Regions from separate parts of the Gossypium hirsutum genome. Here region 1 is linked to region 2. A link is a contact called in public Hi-C data. All regions are on one chromosome and are shown on one strand. Each heading gives the region's core, a stretch centred on a gene start, on an enhancer-like site or on the middle of the called end of the contact. The rest is flanking DNA. Distances are from core to core; before and after follow the strand shown.

What was found. A called contact is a pair of places that touch in the nucleus more often than the background predicts.
Region 1: a contact with region 2 is called in a Hi-C map of fibers, with 2.2 times the contacts expected there. The contact joins two enhancer-like sites. A contact is called at or near these places in 6 of 34 Hi-C or Micro-C datasets (fibers, hypocotyl, leaf and 1 more).

The regions. Positions count from the first base shown.
Region 1 is chrD13:46,777,191-46,783,003 of Gossypium_hirsutum_v2.1, reverse strand. No RefSeq gene overlaps it. Among protein-coding and RNA genes, the nearest start is that of LOC107919830, 30 kb to the left of the region's middle. Within about 2 kb of position 2,808, at least 9 of the 9 cell types and tissues checked have an H3K27ac peak or open chromatin away from gene starts, as enhancers often do.
Region 2 is chrD13:46,726,612-46,732,051 of Gossypium_hirsutum_v2.1, reverse strand. LOC107919946 reads right to left here. Exons shown (of 5, transcript XR_001690499.2): 4 at 5,392-5,440; 5 at 5,135-5,301. Among protein-coding and RNA genes, the nearest start is that of LOC107919946, 7.0 kb to the right of the region's middle. Within about 2 kb of position 2,926, at least 1 of the 9 cell types and tissues checked has an H3K27ac peak or open chromatin away from gene starts, as enhancers often do.

The sequences.
Region 1 (5,813 bases), core at 1,559-4,058, 51 kb before region 2:
AATAAATCAGACTTTGAAGGTGATTTCGAGTTTCTTTTCTCTTGTTTTTTTTAATCATTTTTCTATCCTTTTTCTTTTCTTTTTATTTATTGTTTGAGAAAGGGAAACGAAAGGAGAGTGAAGGATTTTACTTTTGTTGCGAAGCCGAATCCTCGTCCTCTTCGTCGTAATTGGAGATCGGGCGTGGGATTGGAGAGCCTTTAAGTGGCTGAGTCTGAAACGGAGCACGGAGGGGAAGAGATTAGGTTTTTTTTTAGGGTTGATTTGTGAGTTTCAAATGTCTGCTAATTTTATGCTTAATTTAGTCTTTATTTGACTAAAGAAACGACGTCGTTCAGAGCCTGAGCAGTGGCCATGATTAATCCATATTTTTCTGATGTTTTTTATCGTTTTTTTACCTTTTAAATTTAGTTCTGTATTTTGCTATTTGTTTTACCTTGGTCCAGTAATGCATTAAATTCTTTTTTAATTTTCCATCCCATAAATGCATCTATTTTAAATCTAATCTTGTTTTACAAATCAAACTCTTTATTTTTATATATTTTATTTCATATTAATGTTTTAAGTTTTTTTTAATTGTTCGGTATGGTTGCTTTAGTTTACATTGATTAATAATATATTATTAATAATAGCATAATTTATTATATATTATGTTTTTTTAAATTTATTATAAATCATTATTTTGAGATTTAATATATTGGTATTATTTAACTTTATTACCCTTTTTATATATTTTAAATTTTATATATATTCTTTGGTGTTCCTATTCTATGATATAATTTTGGAATTTACTTTATTTATATTTATTTATTTTAAAGATTAATACAAAAAATGTTTTTATACAATATTATTTATATATATACATATATAATTTATATTAAATTATTTTTATTATATATATCTCATTGATTTCATACTATTCTAGTTATTACCTTTAAATTTCCCTTTAGATTTATTTATATATTTTCTTTCGAATTCATTTATATATACACATACTTTATTTTTGTAAATCTTAAAACTATTATTTATATAGTGTATGTTTTATTAACTTTATTTGGAATCTAATACAAATTCATATATATTTCTTTTAAATTTTGATGTTCGTAATTCATTGATTTTCATTTCTTCTCTTGTTTTTTTAGGTACTTAAAGATTAATTATTAATGTTATGGTTTTTTTTAATGTTGATAATTATGCTTGCATGGTTTGAGATATATGATTATTATTTGTACATGTATTATATTGTTTATTTGTATTCATAAATTATTGATGATCATTAATCTAAACTTAGTTTATTAATTATTGTTTCGTGTTGTACATTAATATCTCATCACATTATTTTTTTAAAAAAAATCTGATTTCATTAAATTTTTAAAAATCATCTTATTTTGCTAATTGTCAAAAATATTCGATATTTACGATTCTCGAGAAAATTGTGCCCTAACTTACCGGGCTTCAATTCTTCTCGATGAATTTAGATAATCACGTATTCATTTTATTAAAACCATACAATTGTTAAAATAAAGTTCTTAAGATTTCAAAATATTGGATCCTAACTTACTGGATACGATATTTTGTTATCTCGATTTTAAAATAAAGGCAACATTTGATGTTTAAGAATTTCGAAAAATTAAACTCTAACTTACTGGATTCTGATTTCTCGATTGACTTAAATAATCAAATAACCTTAAAAAAATACATGATTTTCTTTAAAAAAAAGGACAAATTTAATTTCAAAGATTGAATTGTAGCACCCTAACTCACTGAGTGTGACAATTTATTTCTTCGAAATAAGTGCGTCCTATCGTTCAATTTAGTTCATTCGAGTTTTCTCACCAAAAGATCGTATTTTAAAATCTTTCCAAAGTTTCGACACTAAGACATTAAACAATCAATTTGGTACCAATTTTGGGCGTTACGAGGGTGCTAACCCTTCCTCGTGTGTAACTGACTCCCGAACTTATTTTCTCAAATTTCGCAGACCAAAATCATTTTTAATGGTGAACCGATCACACCTCAATAAAAAATCGGTGGCGACTCCCATTTTTCATTTTTAAAATCGATCCCATTTTTCAAAATAACATCAATTTTTAAAAAATGATTTCGATAGTTACCAAATTGGATATGAACACTGATAACAGAGTAAGAGGCCGTTTTGCCCGGAAGGCGGTTTATATCAATTTGGAGAGGCCTCTGGTTTCTAAAATTTTAATTAATAGCAAAGTACAAAAATTCGAATATGAATTTTGATTGGTGGTTTACTTTCAGTGTGGAAGAAATGAACATGTTAAAGAACAGTGCACCTTCAAGGCATCTGAACACAACACCGGAGATGAATCACTGCTGACTGGTTTATCACCAAATTTTGGCTATCAACATGATGTTGGAGAATGACAAAACTTACGGGTCGTAGATGTTAGTGGAAAAGAAATCTAGGCGAAAGGCTAGGGATCTCCCGCAGTTGAATGCTGAAAATCTAGCGAAGAACAAGGGAATGTTTTAGTTTAAAGTATTGATAGAGTTGGAACTAAATGCTAGGGTTTCTTTTGGTGATCAGACTAAGGTGATTGACAGTCGATGTAATAAAGAGAAAGGAATAATGAATGGTGACCACCAAAAAAGAAACCTTAAGGCAAAGCAATGATCATCTGGTAAGTAAATTAGTGGACAAAGGCTCACCTAATAAATTGGGTTTTAAAAATATTGCTGGCCTGGTGAGATAAAATGGAGCTGCTAGTGGGTTGTCTGTTGGGCTTGGTGCGACTAGCAGGTTGGCTAATGGTAATCATTCAGGAAATGGCGAGTCTAGGAAGAATATAAAAGAAACTAATGAGCGGTTGGATCTATGTGGCCCACTTGAAGGTATGCCTCTTTCTAAGGTGAACAAAGCTATATAGGACTTGAAAGATAGCAGACACCCAAAGCTGCTATCATCAAACAGTATCCGATGAAGAATGATGAGACTGTTGATTCAGAATTTGAGCCATTTAATGGAAATGACGGGGATTTTTTAGAATCTAATTTTGCTCCGTGCTCAACAATGGAAGGAATGAAGGGTATTGCGTCGGAGGTGATGATCCACAACCTTGACCCCAACAAACACACGACTGTGATTTTTAAGGAGAACAAAGATTCAAAAATCGATTCTAACGACAAGGGGAACAATGGAATAATTGTGGAGAAGGCAGTGGTTCGCTAATCTGGAAAATGGAATGGTGATAATCTCGGAGGTGGGAACGGGAGACTATGAACTACTTGATTGAGATTATTTCGACTAATAACAGAGGGGAAATCAACTTAGGTGATTCTGTTAGATTAAAGGAGCATCTAGCCTGAATTGATCCTCATGGACAGGAAGACTGTATCTCTCTTTTTAATTTTTTTTAACGTTTAATTTTTTATGAATTTAAAATTAAAATTTTTTTCATGGAACTGCCAAGGGTGCGCTAGCAGTAAATTTCTTTGAGTTTTTCGTGAATATAATGTATAATTTAATCTGGATATATGATGTTTGTTGGAACCGAGAATAAGTAGTAAAAAAGAAAATTATGTTACTGGTAAATTGGGGTTTAATTTTCTTACTGTGTTGAAGCTGTTGGCTTTTCAAGAGGCATTTGGGTGGTTTGGAAAGATCCCATTAAGATTCAGATTATCCAAAATCATCCTTAGTTCATTCTCATTCATGTTGATGATATTATTTCTACTAATTCCATTTTTATCTCATTTGTTTATGGTAATCCTGATAGGAAGAAACGAAGACTACTTTGGGATAGTTTGAAATCTGTGTTACTGCATATTTCCTCTCCGTGGTTAATAATGGGTGACTTCAATACTATTCTCTCACCTGATGATAAAAAAGTTACTGTGCCACTGGAAAGAGATGCAATTTTTTTTGGTAATTTTGTTTATTCTTGTGATTTGCAAGATCTGAGATACAATGGTCCTTCCTTTACTTGACAAAGAGAAAGTACGTTTGAAAGACTAGATTGGGCATTGACTAATAATGCTTGGATGACAACTTTCATTCAATATTTAATTTATCACCTTTTGTGCATGAAATTTGACCATAGACCCATTCTGTTGGATACAAGATTGGATCTCAATTTGGCTAGAGGAAGACCTTTTAAGTTTCTAGCAGGGTGGACTAAACACGCAAGCTTATCATGTTTTGTCAAAGATAAGTGGAACTATGTGGGTAATATGGCTGACACTCTTACTGATTTTACTTAGTATATTAAAGATTGGAATAAGAATGTTTATAGATTTCTAGGTTCCCGTAAGAGGTATCTCATAAGGAAGATTTTTATAGTCCAAGCAACTTTAGACCACTCTGATTCAAATCATTTAGTCCAACAAGAAACAGAGATCTGTGATAAGTTGGAAAATATGCTTAACCATGAGAAGTTATTGTGGAGACAAAAGGCGAGGTGTGACTGGCTTCATTTAGGGGACAAGAATACAAAATTCTTTCATAGCCGCACGATACAAAGAGGAAAGCTTAATCACATCATGGCCTTACGACTCGATAGTGGAGAGTGGTGTTTTGATCAGAGCAGACTTCAAATTGAGGCATTGGATTTTTTGAGAGATTGTATGGAGAAGTCTCAGCATCCATAAGAGATCTTTCGTCTGATGTTTTCCCTCGCATTGGTTCTTCGGATATTGCTTTCTTAGGGAAACTAGTAACAAATGTTGAGATTAAGAGGGCTTTATTCAATATGGCTCCGCTAAAAACCCCCGAAAGTGATGGATACCACACACTCTTTTTCCAGAGCCAGTGGGATATCGTTGATAGTACTGTTTGTGAGTGGGTGCAAGGAATTTTTGTAGGCAAATCCATTGATTCAAAATTGAATAATACTCCGATTGTTTTAATTCTAAAAAAGACTGTCTTGAGAACTTCAGCCAATTTCGACCCATTAGTCTTTGCTCTGTCCTGTATAAGTTGGTGATTAAAGTGATTACAAACTGATTTAAGATGATATTCCCCAACTTTATTTCTCAAGAACAAGCCAGATTCATTGATGGGCGCAATATCTCTGATAATATTATTATAGCTTAGGAAGTCATCCACACTATACGAAGAAAACGAAATGGGAAGAATAGAATGGCAATTAAACTTGATTTAGACAAGGCATATGACAGAGTGAATTAGGCTTTTATTGATGCTTCCTTACAAGCTTTCGGGGTTCCCGATTTCCTTTGGAAAGTGATCATGTCATTCATATCTTCTTCTACCATGCAAATTCTTTGGAATAGAGTTCCTACTTAGAAGTTTAAGCCGGTGAAGGGGATTCATCAGGGTTGTCCACCTTCGCCATATCTGTTTGTTATGTGCATGGAATGGCTAGGTCATATTATTTAATCGAAAATTGAAGTTGGTAGGTTGAGGCTTATACACCTTTCAAGAATGGGTTCTACTCTTTCCCATCTATTCTTTGCAGACGACTTAGTTTTTTTTGGTAAAGTAGAACCTGACTAAGTTCGTTTACTGGAGAAAATTCTGAATCATTTTTGTGAATTTTTTGTACACAAAATTAGTGTAAGGAAAAACAATATTTACTTTTCTAAGGGAATTGAAAATGAGATGAGCAATTATATTAGTTCAATGCTTGGTTTTCAAGAAGTTTAGAACCTTGGTTTGTACTTAGGGGTACCTTTCATTCATGATAGGGTTATTAATAGTACCCTAAGTTTTGTGCTTGATAAGGTGAGATGCAAGCTAGAAAATTGGGACGCTGAAAGTTATCCATGTTAGGGTATGCCCAAAGATCAATCATGAGATGGTTGTAATAACATACTTGATTTATCAT
Region 2 (5,440 bases), core at 1,677-4,176:
TCGTAAACCCAATATCCTTAAGGTGACAATCTTCTAGCACTACCCTAAATTCCTCCATGCGTCCTTCTTTCCTTGGCAAACCTCCTTATTTTTCAAAAGAATAAAGAATCTCGTTCAAATCCCCACAAACTAGCCATGGTTCAATCTTCTCTCTTCTTAACCTTTTTAAAAGATCCTATACTCCCTTCCTTCCTCGAGCTTTTGGAGCCCCATAGAATCCTGTCAACCTCCACTTTGGCAAACCTCCACTTTCTTCAATATTAACATCAATGTGATTGATAGAATAACTCTTTAAACTAACCAATAGATCCCCCTTCCACCCAAGACTTAGCCCGCCATGCATACCTACAACCGGTACATCAATACCATTATAAAAACCACATTATCGTCGCACTCTATCCATTCAACTTCCATCTAACTTTGCCTCCATAAGAAAGACAACTTGAGGATTATGTTGCTTCAGCAAATGTCGAAGCCTCCTAACGCCCCATGGACTCCCCAACCCATGGATATTCCAACTTAATATTTGCATTGCGTCTGATCGGCTTGCCTACTGGCAGCCGTCGATATTTGTTTTTTGTAAATTACCTCATGTTTTTTCTTCACTTTAGCTAATAGAGTGTTTATAGAAATATATGGTATTTTTTTATCTGGCCTTGGTCTTTTTTTTCTTTCGCCGTTAATTAATGGTAGCTCTTCACTATCTTCATCCATATCTACCTTCCCCATTCCTTCACTACTTACCTCCTCTTTGTCATGAATCCCCATTCCTTCCAGATTAAACCCCAAAGTATAATTAAAAGTTAGATTTTGTCGTAGATCAAAACTTGCAATCCCCCTCCCACTTTTACCAGCGGTTTGAGTTCCTACAGTTTCCCCACGAATACCTTCACTATTATTTTCCCTCAACCATAAACTTGGAGTAGTCATCGCTCTTATTGATTGAGTCTTTAGAGACAAATTCCACCCATACTCCACTTCTTGCATTCCAATATCAATTCTCTTTTGACAGAATTTATCTCCATGCCCTAAACAATCACATAAAAAACAAAATAAATATAATTTTTCATATCTGAATTTCACATAAACAAAGCTTGATTGTGTTTACATGACTTTTTTTCCTTCTCTTTAACGGTTTTCACACATCTAATTGAACCCTAATTCACATAAAATTTTTATAACTCTGATTTGATTGCTTTGTATCATATTTTAGAAACTTACCAACAAAGTTCCCAAGTTACCTTGCCAGTTCCTCGAAGTAAAACCCTGGCACAAGATCATGCATTTGTACCCAAAATTCAACAAACACCAAAGGTACAAAATTTGGGTCTTCTCCCTTCCTCAATCGATGTAACACAAGAAGATGATTATTAAAAGTCCACGGTGAACCCCATAAAACACGATCCATATCAACTTCATGGAAGAACTAAAACAAATAGCGTTTTTCCCCTAATTTTGAAATTTGAATTCATTCCAACGGGTGCCATAAGTTAGTCATAGTATTCCTCATGGCTGAAAAGTGTACCACGCTTGCTGTAAGATAGCACCCTACCAAACATATATCATACACTGATTTCTTTAAAATAGATTCCACCCCAAATTGCAAGGCTTCTTCTTCTTCTTCTTCGAGGCTTAAATCTGTCAACTCTTTTTCCATTGTAAAACCCTGTTTTTCGTCCATATTTTCCTTCAATCTCTGCCTTCAATTTAAAAAAATAGACAACTAAACCGACTCTTCAAAATCAATAAAAAATCTTTAGAATTCTTTTTAGAAAGATGAAAAATTCTTGTCGGTGCTAAACCAAACCCTAACCGCAAACTTTTGTTTTTTCCGTGCTACAAACTTTGGCCAATTTAAATTTTATACTAATATAATATAATAAATATTGTTTTAATTATGTTTTTTATAAAAATTAATAGGTGTCGTTATAACTAAATTATATATAAGCCAATTACCTAGGCATTTAAGGAATGTGTATACATGTCCCTTTGGAACTTTAGAAAAAAAACACTATTAAAGGATTATGTCAGCCTTTGTTGAGAATTTAATTAAATTCAGAGTTAGAATGCATATATTTGAAAATATTTACATATTAAAATTTCTTTTAAAATAAAATAAAAGAAAAATGAAAGATTTTAGAATATTTTCAATTTGTAATTTAGTATTTGAATTATACATATTTTTAAATTTGATATTTAAGTTTTTTATCCTCAATTTGATACCTATGGAACTATTCCATCAATTAATTTATCTCAAGCAATTATAAAAAATTATGTGACAATAATAGATTACTTCACGACAATCACGTCTGAACATTTAAAATAAATAAATAAATAAAATCCATATCATTTTTATAATTGCATATATAATATTCCATGTAAAAGTAACATTAAATAGCTAGTAAGATTTAACTAAGAAAAAAATGAAAACTCTCTCTTCAACATTATCAAACTTTCTTGGGAGCCAAACATCCTTGCTTCGTTTTTTTTTTACCCAATCTTCATATTTTCGTGAAATTTTCATAAAATCTGAAAGTCAAAAGGACAAAACGCACATGTGTATTCATTCAATTCTCTACTTAAAAAAAAAACATAAAATGTAAATAATAATTAACTAAGAAAAAAATTTTAAACCATTCTATTCAAAATAATCAAACTTTATTGGAAGCCGAACACCCTTTCTTCATCATTTTGTCTACTCTTCATCCTATTTATCAACTTAGCCTCCATTCTTCATGCATTCAAGCTCATAGGTTTCGGCCTTCCTTCCCCTTTCTTTTTCATTTTCCTTTCAACCCCCACATCGCCTTTCTATATTTTCTTTTTCCTTTTTAGGTGTGAATTTAGCAATTACTTCTACCATTACCAAAACCTATTCTGAGATTTGTTGGATTTGATAAACTTGTATGTATATAAGATGCAATAAAGAAGAGATAAAAGTACAAATACAAGATGGAAAATTTATGCATATAAAAGGAGAGGGATGAACAATAAGTGTTTCCCAAAAATATGATTGAATAAACCAGAGAACAAAGCAAACATGAAAAAAATGAGAAGAAAAATAATGTACGCACGTGTAAATGAAAAAAAGTTGTTTTTTAAATATTACTCTTCCACGTGTCCGTAGCTGCCACTAACAGCTTAAGTAAATTAATGGACGAGATTCTTCCATAAATACCACATTCAGATATAGTTATATATATTAATTTCAATAAATTGGTTTTTTTTTAATTTTGTAATTTTTTTCAAAAATTTGGAAAGTTTTATCAGTTTTTAAATAATATTTTGAATTTTAAAGATTATAAATTTTATATTTTAAAATTTTTATAATTCTTTAGGTTTTTTTAATATTATATAATTTTTACGATTGTATTTGATAAGTGACCAATCTATTTATTTTTAAAATTAAGAGGACTCAATATATTTACATCAAGTTAAGAAAAAGAAAAAAGGAAACCAAGCCTCTAAACCTCTAAACTAGATTGCTTTTTGAAAATTCCGTTCGATTCCAACTCTAATAATTCGATTATTATTTATTTTACTTTTTAATCGAGATTTCTAAGGTTTGGCAGTGCAATGGTGATGCCATCCATGTCTGAATTTTGTTATTATACACGGAGTAAAGTAGCAAAAAGATATATATATATATATATATTGCGTTTACTGGTATAAAAACTTTGATATTCCGTTCCATGGATTCCAAGCGCAAAGTTACATCTACCCTTCATGTTTTCTGTATTTTTATTTCTTTAGCAAACTCCTTCAACTGAAAAACCAAAATTCATTTCAATTAAAGAATATTATTATACGAATGCTCTTATCTTTTAATATTGAAATTATATCGATCAAGTCCTTCTATCACTTAATCATGTACCATAATGTAAAATGAAAATTTTAAAGAAAAATAAAATGAAAGTGAATGATGAAGCTTCAAAGCTTTTTCAGAACCTTCAAATTCAAGACCTTCCTTACATGGAAATGGTATGTTGAGAGCTTCAAATAATAACATGTAGCTTAGTAGATTGATGAAGTTTGCTTTAAGAACAAAAAAAAAAAAAAGGAGCTCGTTTATTTTATATATGAATCATGGTTCTCACAATTTCAAGCTGATGGAAGAAATGATGTTAATAAATTGTGACCTCATTTGGACTCTATTCAATGATTCTCAAACTACCATACCAAATATCAGAGATTTTGAGCAGATTCAGACCTCATATAACGTATCACTGCTTTTGTAGGGCCTCTTGATCCAGTCATCAGCAGGATCACCTTGCAAAGATTACTTGCTCCTTCCAAGCCCCAACATCATATATACTTAAATGACTCATAGCCATGCTTTCTTTTCATATCTTAACGAGACTTTTATAAACTTATTTCTGTTTGTTATATATAGATATGGAATGAATGGTGAAGCATTGGAAGATAGTTCAGTCCGTCAAAGAGAAACGAGGAACACTACAAACATTATGGAAACAACAAATAGCATGAAATACAAACACAACTATGTAAGATTTCAGGAGCACCATTTTATCCCCTTAAGGAATCTTGTAAATTCAGAATATGTGTTTTGGAACGTGCAGTACTGTCTATTTATTCTAATTGCCTCTAGATTCACAACGCAATCTATATACACAAGTGTTCAAATTTATCAATCTTATAATGTATACTTTTTAAGCAATTAATAAAATTTGTTTGTAAATTTAAATATATAAGCTGTATTTTAAATATTAAAATCACTTCCAAACTCAAATGTATGATATCTATTTGATAAAAATTTCATAAATAATGTATATCTAATATAAGTATTACAAAAAATATATATTTACTGTTTGTAATTTAAGGTGAATTGTACACCCTGTATACCCCATATAAGTGAGGGTATCAAAACTAGTTACCCAAAAGCCAAAAGCACTTCATCTAGCTTTTTGGTTTGGTTTGAACGGAAATGTCAGTTTAAAGGCAAAAGTTGATTGTTTAGCATTGTTGTCAACAAGTAGTTTCGGACAGCCAAGAAAAAACAATGCTAAACGGGCCATGCTAGAACTTGCCATGAGTGTACCATTGCTCATCAGAAATTGTGACAGTCAAAATTTATCTCAATCAGCATCACCCTAGCTTCTAAAAAATTACTAAGTTGGCAGCATAGACTTTCAGTAGATTACTTGAATATCATTCTAGATCTCAATCCAATCCAAGCAAAAAAGGAGAAGAAATATACTTTAGAAATGAACATGATGAACTTTCTTTCCGATGTAGTGCAACAGCCAAATGAAAGAAACGCATTCACCATGTCGTAAATTCCTATCAGCAGCAGAGATATACAAGCATAAATTCAAAAGCAACTTGCAATAGGATGGAACAGACAACAATGAGTGACTAATGTAAACATACTACGCAGAATTTCTTCGCATATTTTGCACAATTGTAGAATCAGAATGGC